Linked DNA regions of Mus musculus: region 1 is linked to region 2. A link is a contact called in public HiChIP or PLAC-seq data. All regions are on one chromosome and are shown on one strand. The core of a region is the stretch at or near the end of the contact, and the rest is flanking DNA. Distances in the headings are between cores, read along the strand shown.

Evidence for each region. HiChIP or PLAC-seq counts read pairs in DNA pulled down with a chosen protein or histone mark.
Region 1: a contact with region 2 is called in an H3K4me3 HiChIP or PLAC-seq map of bone marrow-derived macrophages, with 4 times the contacts expected there. The contact joins the promoter of Spcs3 here to the enhancer-like site in region 2. A contact is called at or near these places in 2 of 39 promoter capture datasets (the 3T3-L1 cell line and liver), 2 of 115 datasets of contacts at active chromatin or transcription factors (astrocytes and bone marrow-derived macrophages) and 1 of 9 other capture datasets (adipose tissue).

What each region holds. Positions count from the first base shown.
Region 1 is chr8:54,526,131-54,531,604 of GRCm38.p6, reverse strand. It overlaps Spcs3 (signal peptidase complex subunit 3 homolog (S. cerevisiae)), which reads left to right and starts at 1,607. Exons shown (of 5, transcript NM_029701.1): 1 at 1,607-1,842; 2 at 3,190-3,263; 3 at 5,078-5,154. The coding sequence starts at 1,700.
Region 2 is chr8:53,602,660-53,607,684 of GRCm38.p6, reverse strand. Neil3 (nei like 3 (E. coli)) reads left to right here. Exons shown (of 10, transcript NM_146208.2): 5 at 283-357; 6 at 1,886-2,052. Among named protein-coding and RNA genes, the nearest start is that of Gm39181, 21 kb to the right of the region's middle. Within about 2 kb of position 2,549, at least 31 of the 459 cell types and tissues checked have an H3K27ac peak or open chromatin away from gene starts, as enhancers often do. A contact at or near this core is called in bone marrow-derived macrophages, where this site is marked.

The DNA of each region.
Region 1 (5,474 bases), core at 358-2,857, 920 kb before region 2:
GGGCTCTGGGGGAGGGGGTGTTGTTGTTGTTGGGAGAAGCACAAGCAGAGAGAAGAGGAAAGGAGGAAGAGAAAGTTAACAAGGGTTAGGAGTCATGGCCCTGTGGGCTTGGAGTTACAAGCAGCCCACATGAAACATAGTAAGTAAAAACTCTGGGTTATTGATAGGAAAGTAGATTCTAATACCACAGAGGATGGATATCTGCCCAGCTTTTATGCTGCTTAGAGTTTAATATACATATAAAGGTTGTGTGTGTCTTTTTATCCAGGAACTGAATGATCAAAGGTGGGGTTAAGACCCCAATTGAGATTAAATATCTCCACAGCATCCAACAGGCCATTACTTTCCCAGGTACACTTCAGTCTTTTGTTTCACAGGTACTTCTTTACCTACTGGGAACAGATTATTGGGTGTGTCTTACATATACCTCTAAGTGTTCAGTATATTTCATAGCATGTATCCTGGCACTCATCATCTGTAACAAGAGGCATCCTTTCTCTAAGTTACTCTATAGTAATAATACTAGGTAGTGTGTGGGTTGATTTGTTCTGTCTCACCACATACATGGCTTCCTCATTTTGTCTCTAGCACTATGTAGCATCCCTCAGTATTTATACCTGTTTTATAATTTAAGCTGCTGCTTTGATTTTGATAACTTTACTCAGTTATAAACCTCAGTAGGGTTTATACAAAGTGATCAATATACTTTTGTGTCTCACTTGCAGCACAGTAACTATTTATTAAAACCTTCCTTCACTGAATACAGTGTGGCTACCCGAGAGATTGAATAACCAAGGTTTTAAACACATCTAAAGACCACTCTGACTATAACTGCTACATATTTCATTTATTGGCTCTATTCTATTTGAGCCAGGGTCTATTCTGTTACACTCTCCATTCGAGGCCTAGAATATGCACTAGGCAATTCTTAATGATCCTGCCTGTATGCTGTATGAAAATTAATTGCATGGTAATGACTGAGAGGAGTTTAATCAATATCAGTTTCTCATTAACACCGTTTCATGGTTTACAGCAGCTGTTGTACAACAACCTATTTTGGATAAGTGGAAATATTTGGGATTGTGGTATAAAACACGTAACTTAAGTAGAGGTTCGGTTCTCTGTTGAAAGCAAAGCAACAGGGATTTGACTAATTGTCTAGTGCGAAGGCTGCATACCAACACTGGTGTCCCTGACTGCTATTTAGGTGCCTGATTGATTTCATTTTTCCTCCTTTCCAAAAATGTCCAACTTTACCAGCTTTGATAGAGGTGAGCTGGGACCACGCGTTTTGAAAAGTGACTACCACAGAACAGTTAAGGGGCCGCTGTCCCTATAAACTTAACTGAAGGTCAACTCGCAAAATGCTACTTCCCTACCAAGCCACAGAGGCCATGGAACAACTGAGCAGTGGAGGAGGCGGGTCTCCCCCCACACCCCCGTGGCAAAGCCCAACCCCCGTGCTCTTTGATGATTGGCGGATTCACTGAAAGCACCGCCTTCCGGCGCGTGCACGGCCGCCCAGTGGGTGGGACCCAGAGGGTGTGGGAGCGTGCGCGCTCCCGTCGGAGGACCGGAAAGGGGGCGGGGCGGGACGTGCGCACCCGATGCGCGGGTGGGCGGGGACTGGTCGGCCGCGGGAAGCAGAGCCTGAAGTGCGAGTGTGGGAGCCGGGGCCCGGGAGGGAAAGGTCGCCACGATGAACACCGTCCTGTCGCGCGCGAACTCCCTGTTCGCCTTCTCGCTGAGCGTGATGGCGGCGCTCACCTTCGGCTGCTTCATCACCACCGCCTTCAAAGACAGGAGCGTCCCAGTGCGGCTGCACGTCTCGCGGATCATGCTGTGAGTGCGGCCGGCCGGCCGGCCCCGCCCGGGGCTGTGTGCGCGGTCCCCGAGGGCTTCGCCGCGGGCCGTCCACTCCGCGGACGCGCGTCCCGGGGCCCTCAGACCCCAGCCCTGCGCGGTCGTCTCCCGAGTGGCCTGGGTCAGCGCTCCCCTTCCTTCCTGTTCTGCACGTCCCTCACCCACCCGGGCCAATGAGGGAGCAACACAACAGCACACCCACACCCGCGCTTCCGCCCGGCGCCTCCCCGCCTGCAAGCGCGCGTGGGGACCTCAGCCAGTCCCCAGTCCCCCCTGGCCTGGGTGTCCATCCAGGCGCCTCGGTGGGTGGCTCTGGTGTCACGTCCAGCCCCAGTTGGTTCTCTTTGACAGTCCCTGAAGACGTCTGTCTGTCCCTCGTGGACACACTACTTGGCAGCTGCTGCCTTGAAGTTAGGATGTGCAGGATGCACAGGGGCGGTTTAAACATCCCAGTTTCTTGTTATTTTTAACGTCATTCTTTAGCCAGCAACCTGAATAAGTCTTAGGAGACATTAAAAATAGAATTTCGAAATGACTGTTCTTTTCCCGTACTGCCTGTTTTATTTATAGCATTTCCCTCCATTTTTCTGGCACTTTTATCTTTCACGCAGTGGTTTTAATTCCTGTATGCTCTGTGTGAACTGTCCTCTACAATCTGCCCGTTCTTTTAGCCTTGGTTTACTAATTTGTTTGTCAGAATCACCAGTAAGTGTCTCCTCTTACTACTGCTGCTGCTTTTGATTTTTCATTTTTATCCCCAACACTTTTTGTTAGGTACTATTGGTGATTTAAATAGACGTAGCTTAGATACCGGCCCTGCCATCACCTTCTGTGGTGACCTAGATAAACTTGAAACATATTAAACATTGTGATCTTAAACAGGTTTCTTGCAGTCGCAGGTGTTAACATTTGTTGTAAGTGAAGAAAGTCACTGGAAGGATTGTTGTATGGATTTCAGATAATTGTGGAAAGTGCATGTTGGCTCTGACATATGGCATGTGCTTATAATCAGGTGCTGCGTTCCAGATTATCTTGTGGCCTGCTCCGCATAAAGTATTTGTGTTTCCGTTTTTCTTTTTAGTTTTATTTTTTTCTCTTCCCTTGTGTTCTCTCAGGGCTCCTCGTTAGGCAGATGAAAACCACTGACTGCCTTCTCTTGTATTGAATTATAATATTTATTTTCAGACAAAAGCTTACTCTTAAGTTTACGATTTCGCTGTTAAACTTGGGTGTGACTTCTGCACACAAGGAGCCCTTCCTGTTTCAAGTTGTGTACGTTTAGTGTGATACTGTGAGGGATGGTAAAACTTTTATCTTTACTTCTAGAAAAAATGTAGAAGACTTCACGGGCCCTAGAGAAAGAAGTGACCTGGGATTCATCACATTTGATATAACAGCTGATATCCTTCAAGAAAGCCTGGCATTGCCTTTTCTGTACATTTGAAATGAGATGCGAGTGTAGGAGAAGGGGAAGAGGGAGTATGACTCCACCCCAGCCTGGGAGTCATGTGCGTATATCTTAAGTCTTCGTTTAAACAGCAAGTTGAAGGTAGGAAAGAAAAGATACAGTTAAATCATTTTGGTTAGAGAAGGAAAAACTCGCCAGAGCTCAGCCTGCCCAGAAATAGCCTGTTTTCAATCTCAAATAATCTCTCATCTCTTAGGAGAGAAAACAAACAAACACCTCCTATGTTTCAAAGGACGTTGCATCTGCAGTGGTTTGTTCAGAGGGCCACTGATGACAACTTATGTCAGCGTTTTATCACCTGTCTGTCTGGTCAGATGGAGCCTAATGAAGCTTCTTTGATCAGCCAGGATGAGTTATTTTCTCTTTATCTTGTGTCTCTGTCTTCACCAGATTGACGTCTCGGCAACCTTAGTCTCCTTTAGGGCCACAGGTTGTAATCCTGGCAGTGTATCATCATCATTATTATTATTAATCATTGGTTAAGGAGACTGTTGTATAAAGCAGCTGACCAAAGCATATGTCTGACTGGTTTACCAGCTGTTCTTCCTTAAACTATTTGCAGTTTTTAATTAAGCAAATTATTGGATTCAGGTATAAAGTAGGAATTAGTTTAAAATGTTCCTTTTGTGGAAATACAGATGCCATCAGAAAAATCTTAAAAATTTGTGTTTAAATTTTCATGCCCTTTTAAAATCTTAGATGAGAAGGATCTTAGGCAGAGATGGAAGTAGTATTTTGTATTCTAGAAAACCACATTAAGCCACTGGGAGTGTAACTCATTGGGTAGAGTTCTTGCCTAGTGTGCATCTACGAGTCCTGATTTCTATCCCCAGCACTGCATAAAACTGGCTTGTGGGGCATGCCTATAACCCCAGCACTCCAAAGGAAGGGGCCAGATTTGAGATTGGAAACTCCTTATTGTGTTTATACACTATCAGTCTTATAGTTTGTTCAGGATTTTCTTAATATCTCCTCATATTTGAAATTGTCCTTTTCGTTTGTAAAGAACTGCTGTAGACGTCTCTATTCTGAACAATAACTGGTAGTGGGTATACTTTAAAATTAGAGTGTGATAAGCCTATCAATATGTACATACATATACAATTAATAATTTATAGATAATATTTAATAGAAATTCTCATGTTAGCTCTTCTCAGTGTGGCTTAGTATTGTAATCTCTTCTAGTAGTACCTCTCCAAGATGAATGGGACCCTGTTGGTGTTTCTTTACTGCCACCGCAGTACCCCACACACTGAGACACTGTGATCAGGACTGATGTGTAGCCACATCAACTTGTATAGAGTGCTGTGCTTGGTTAACTGCTTGAGCTCAGTGCGCATATGCGTGTTAGCTACTTTGAATAGTGAGGGTTGGTTCTGCTTTGGAGCTCTTCCGAAACTGTTTTTCTCCGAAAGACTAAGTCCTCATTCTTTTGAACTCATTGGACAGAATTAAAGTTTCAGTTGCTTATGTTTACTTTTTTCAATAAGTAAGTCAGCTAGTTATGCTTACAGGAAGACCGGGATGGTAACCTACACACACACACACACACACCCCTTTGGAATGGGCTAGATTTTACAATATATGTATCCAGTATTTCTGTTTTTAATTAATGTTGGTACATTCGTGGTCTGCCTGTTCTGTTTTGTTTCAGTGTTCATGGAGCGATAGATGTTTTAAGAATAAGGTTTGTTAGAAAGTTGTGTGCTGCTGTCCAGTCTTTAGAGTCCTTAACTGTTGGCTTACATCTAGAGAATATATTTGATTGGAATGTTAAGCAGTTATTTCTTTATTTATCTGCAGAGTATTCAACAAAAAATAATGTAAGTACTTATCTAAATATATTACAATAGTTTCCTTTTAAACATTATTTCTTAGGAAAGAATGTAATTTCAAGAAATTACTTGTTGGACAATTAGTCCTCTCCTCAAGGGTTCCACGGATTGTACCCCACCCGCTGAGGTTGTCACTGACCCAAGAAGATACATTTTTATGTATTCAGAACATCTGACCTTCATAGCTTAGTTTAAAAACAAAAAACAAAAAACTCAAGCTACCAGAGAGAAGGCTGTAGTGAGGAAGCTTTCTGTCCTGCAGTAGCCTGTTTAAGCTCTGTGTGCCTTGTAGCTCTCTAGCATTAAGG
Region 2 (5,025 bases), core at 1,300-3,799:
GGAATAGAAACCCTGAGTAAGACAGGTTCTGCTTTTTGACACTTTGAACAACTAAAATGAGCTTCTTAAAATGGAGTATGTTTTTTAGAACTGATCCAAGGCATGGGTGATGGCTTGCTTAGCATGTATGAGGCCCTAGTTTTGATGCCCAACATCAGAGCTAGAGAGTGGAAAGCAAAAAAATATTCAGGAGTTTTAAGTCTCTTGTTAATTCTCTTTAAGAGAACTAGCAGGTGAGGTTATAGTCGTGAATAAATTAGGAAACTATGCTTTCCCACTAAGGTGTGTCAACTATCAGACAAACAGGCCTGTCACCTTGTGAAGATGACTCGGGATTTCAGCATTCTCTTCTACAGGGTAAGAGCAAATATTTACAACCTTGTGCAATACCAGTGGTTTCCTTGTGTGCCTTTACCAGGGTGCTGAAGCTGTGTGTAGCCCTCTAGTGGTCAGAGTGCAGAGATTCACGGAGCAAGACTGACATCTGAATGGCAGGCACAATTAGTGTCTTAAAATTTGGAGTCAACTTGCCTCACTCTGAATGTATTTTGCTACAGTTACACCAAGTTGAATAACAGTTGTGTTGGTATTTTGCTTTGATTCTTGTTGTATTTGGATATATAAAACAAAGCATTTAGACAGACTTAAAACAGTTTAAATAGATGGGTTCATTTACATTTTGCCATTAGTTATGTGAACTTTAGGCTTTTTATATGTTTTTTTTTAATCTGTAATATGAAGTTATGTTTCTATATGTCCAACAAAAGCTGTTCTGAGGATGGCACAAGTTCTCATTAACATGTTAGTTAGCAAACAGTATAATATTCTTATAGACCTCCGTAAAAGTGCTTCATCTTTTAATCGATGGATGATAACTAATCTTGTTTTCCCACCACAATCTGTTTTCTATGTTCAGAATTTTTACTATGCTCAGAAATGAAGGTATTAAAATTGTTTTCCCTAATTGACCTAAAGTGTTAATGATCCTCTTACAGGATAGAACTGCCTTCAGTAATAATGGCCATTTTATAATGACCTGTGCCCATTTGTCCATCCAGAGAAAAATGACTATAGAAAACAGTGCATTCTGCCTACATCAAATTGGGCATTTCACTACCTTGCTTACATTAATATATATTGTTTGTGTAATTTCAGCCCACATATAGTCCTATTTCTGAGCTTTTAAATTTTCACACTGTTGGTGGAAACCAAAAATACTGTCTTTGTCGGTGCTTTAAAAAGTGTGTGTATAGAATAAAACTATAGCAGAAAAATGAAAGTGTCTCTTAAAATGAAGCTGATACCAAACAGAACATTTCTTTGTTAGGATGTATTTGAGTTTTTATTTTCTTTCTAGCAAATCTCTAGAGTTAAGAAAAAAAAAAAAAAAAAGGCCCTTTATCAGGCCAACAAAGAAAATGCTCTCGTTAAATTTTATCCCCTAAAAATAAGTTTTTTGGCCGTTGAATCTGAGAGAGCAGCTTCCTCGTTCTAAAAGCAATCAGATTTGAAGCTAATCTAGCCCTTTTCTTGCAACCATGTAATTATGTTTAATTAAGGAAGCCTTAAAAGCATAAAAGACATTTTAAAATATAGAACTTTTATATATCATTTAGATAAGAGGATACAGCAGGGAACAGTTTGGAATACTAATAAGTTAAAACATAATGACTCTATTATTTCATACAAACCTTATTTGATAGACATTACTGGATTTTGTCAATACTTTTTACTATATTATATGGAAAGTTATATGGAACAATGTGCAAATTCTTGACATTTTTGGAGATGACTTGATATCCTCATATGCCTTTGTCTCTTATAACAACAGTTTTGAGCATAACATCATAATTCTATTTATTTGTTTATTTATTTATTTTTTCAGTGCTGTAAAGCAGGATCTGCCATTTCTAAACACTGTAAGGTTTACAAGCGTCCTAACTGTGATCAGTGCCACAGCAAAATTACTGTGTGTCGCTTTGGGGAGAACAGCAGGATGACATATTTCTGTCCTCACTGTCAGAAAGAAAACCCTCAATGTGTTCAAGTATGGTAAGATGTCTGACTGAGACTCTCTTTCTTAGCAGCTAATAGGCAGAGCATGTATCTGAAGGACTGACTACCGGCTAGCGGTTGCACATAGCACAGAACCCTGAAACTGAAATCACCCATAAGAACCAGTGCAGATGAATGAGTGAATATAGTTATCAGCTCAAGAGTCAGGCATTAGAACGAGAAGCAGAATCATTAGCTTTTAAAGTTGATAGGAATTGTCACAGATCTAATTTGTAGGATGCTGCAAAACCCCAAAACCCAAATATTAGAAATACCGACTTTGGGAAAGCTGAGATAGAAGGGGGAAGATTTTTGCGTGATGTGGTAGGAGACTGTTCAGGAAGGACCAAGGTGGGTAATGGCCGAGAGTTACCAGCAAGGTAGTTGTAGGTGAAGCCTAAAATGCTCAGCTCGCTGAGAATAGGTGAAGCAGACCAGAGGTGACCGATTGCTTTTGAGTAGGAGGAAACAAAATGGTGTGGTTGAGAAGAGGAAGGAAGTAGGCCTTGCTGAGCTGCGCAAGACCAGAGGAGGAGGGTAGGCCATTGTATCTGTGGAGAAACAGAGGCATGACTTGCATTTTCATAAATGTGTCCGCATCCACTCACTTTTCTCCCAGTGTTCTGTTTCTGTGAAACTCTCACTCTGGCTCACAACTTTAAATAGTTTTATATCCTCCTCCCATCAGCTGTTAGTATCACATAATAGGAAATAGTAGACAATTAACTATTTTTTGTTTTATGGGTTTCTGGTTTTATTTTTCATAACAAGACTACTTTTCTAACTACTTTATTTGACTCTGTGCACGTAACACAGTACCAAGCACACTGAAGATCTTCCGTCTATTTGCCTATTAAATACGTGATTAATGCTCTGTGTTTTCCAGCATCTGTATTATTTTTGCAGCATTGGAGATTAAAGTTTTCCATTTTCTTCCAAGTAGTCAAGTAAATGGCATTTAATCATAGAAACAGAATTCCAAGGGGTTTTAGAAATGAGGTTTTAAAGACTCACAGAGTTCTGAAAGAGATTTCGATTTAACTGTGAGCTGGGATGCACTAGAAGTGTTGGGGAGCTTGTAATCCCTCTCCTCTAACCCACCCCGATTCTGTTTTATATGCTGGCTTTCAGTTTAAGGTGTTGCAGAACCGTTCAAACATTGAAAAACAAGGCAGATATAATTTCTAAAATTTTAAAACTAACACTACTTCCCCTATTTTAGACATGTCTGTGAATAAATATATTCTCTATTTCTGTTCAATATCTGAGCACTTTTTATATTAACTATTTTTTTTGTTGTTTTGTTTTAATTTACAGTTATTTCAAGGGTTAGGGTTAGATCTTCATGGTAGCATACTTACCTAGCAAGGCTTCAGTCTAGTTTTCAATGAGAGAGAGAGAGAGAGAGAGAGAGAGAGAGAGAGAGAGAGAGAGAGAGAGAGAGAGAGAGAAAGCTTAAAAGCCTCAGAAGCCCCCAAAACACTGATCTAAATCTACACACAAAAATCTCCCAACTCCCTTAACTGTCATGAATCCTTCCAAAATGTTTAAATATTTGGTGATCACATCCCCTTTCTAAGTGCCTATATAATTGATTGTTAGCTCTTAATACATAGCAAGCATAAGCTACATATGAGAATACTACTGCTGTGTTTGGTGACGCTGCCTCTTTTATAGTCTTACACAGTCTTTAAAGATAATTTTTATGATGTATTATTATTTGCCCAGCTGGGAAGTAGGAACATACATGGTTAAGCAGAGTGGTAGAGGTGTGGTAAAGGGCAGGATTCAATGATAAGGGAGCTATGGAGACGGAAGAAGAGCTGTCTAGGATGGACAAGATCATCTTTCTAAGCTTAGTGTGGATGATTGCAGGCTAATGAGAACTTAGTGCTGTTTAGAAGGCAGTTCTTACTGTGGGCTTCACGTGCACGGATATTTGAAGTGCTGGACTTGAAGGTATTTGGAAGACTTAAAGAAACACTTAGTAAGTACTAAGTCTTAGAGAAAACGTAGTATTGATAAAATAAGCTTCTTTGGGGAAGAGCCATTGATCTCAGTTGTCATCTATGAAACACAGACTAAAGGGATCATATAGTCAAATACGTATTGAGGTAGTTTGTAGACTTTATAGAAAAGCTAGAGAAACTGGAGCCTCAGGAACTGAACTGGAAGCTGTGCGGGTAAACCAGATTACCAGCACTGCTGTTGTGGCCCCAGCAGGCAGTTGGTCTGATTGCTTCCACATCCGGCCTTTTTCACCTCACAGTCAGAAGCAGGAAATTCTCTAGAAGCAGCTTAGAATTTGTTGATGGACTGGATGTAAGATGTCAGGACATGCTATGATCAAGTCTAGAGCTTTGTCCTGTTAAGCTGAGAAAATGGTGATACCCTTTGCTGAAACCAAGTGGCAGAGTTACAGACGAGGGGACCATGGATTTTGTTTGTATTATTGTCATCTGGGTTCTATGGCAATCTGGCTTATACCACCCTTTAGGATAAAGCAGAAGAAAGATCTTTACTCAAGTTGGGATGCTGGAAGCTTGAGTAATATCTTCAAACCAACACAACGTGCTCACATGTCTGTCTTCCTTCTGAAGGTCCTAGGGCATGATCCATCCCTTGCTTCTTTGGACCTCTGGTGGCTGCCAGCTTTCTCTGACATGTGGTAACATCACTGCAGTTTCTGCCCCTTTTAATAGCACCTTCTCCTTTTTTATGCATATCAAGTCTGCCTTCTTTTCCCCTTACAAGGACAGTTCTCCCCAGGTCCATATACACAATCTCACCTGCAAAAACTTTATAAAGCAACACTTTCAGGTCTCTCATATTGTGACCTAGCGTCTTTGGAAGGTGACTCTTCAGTCTACTACAGCATGTTAAATGTGAATTCTTGCAGAGACCGGGGAGAATCAATTACTGGTGTGATTAAGAAATGGAACAACAACATCAAAAGACATCCAGAGGCCT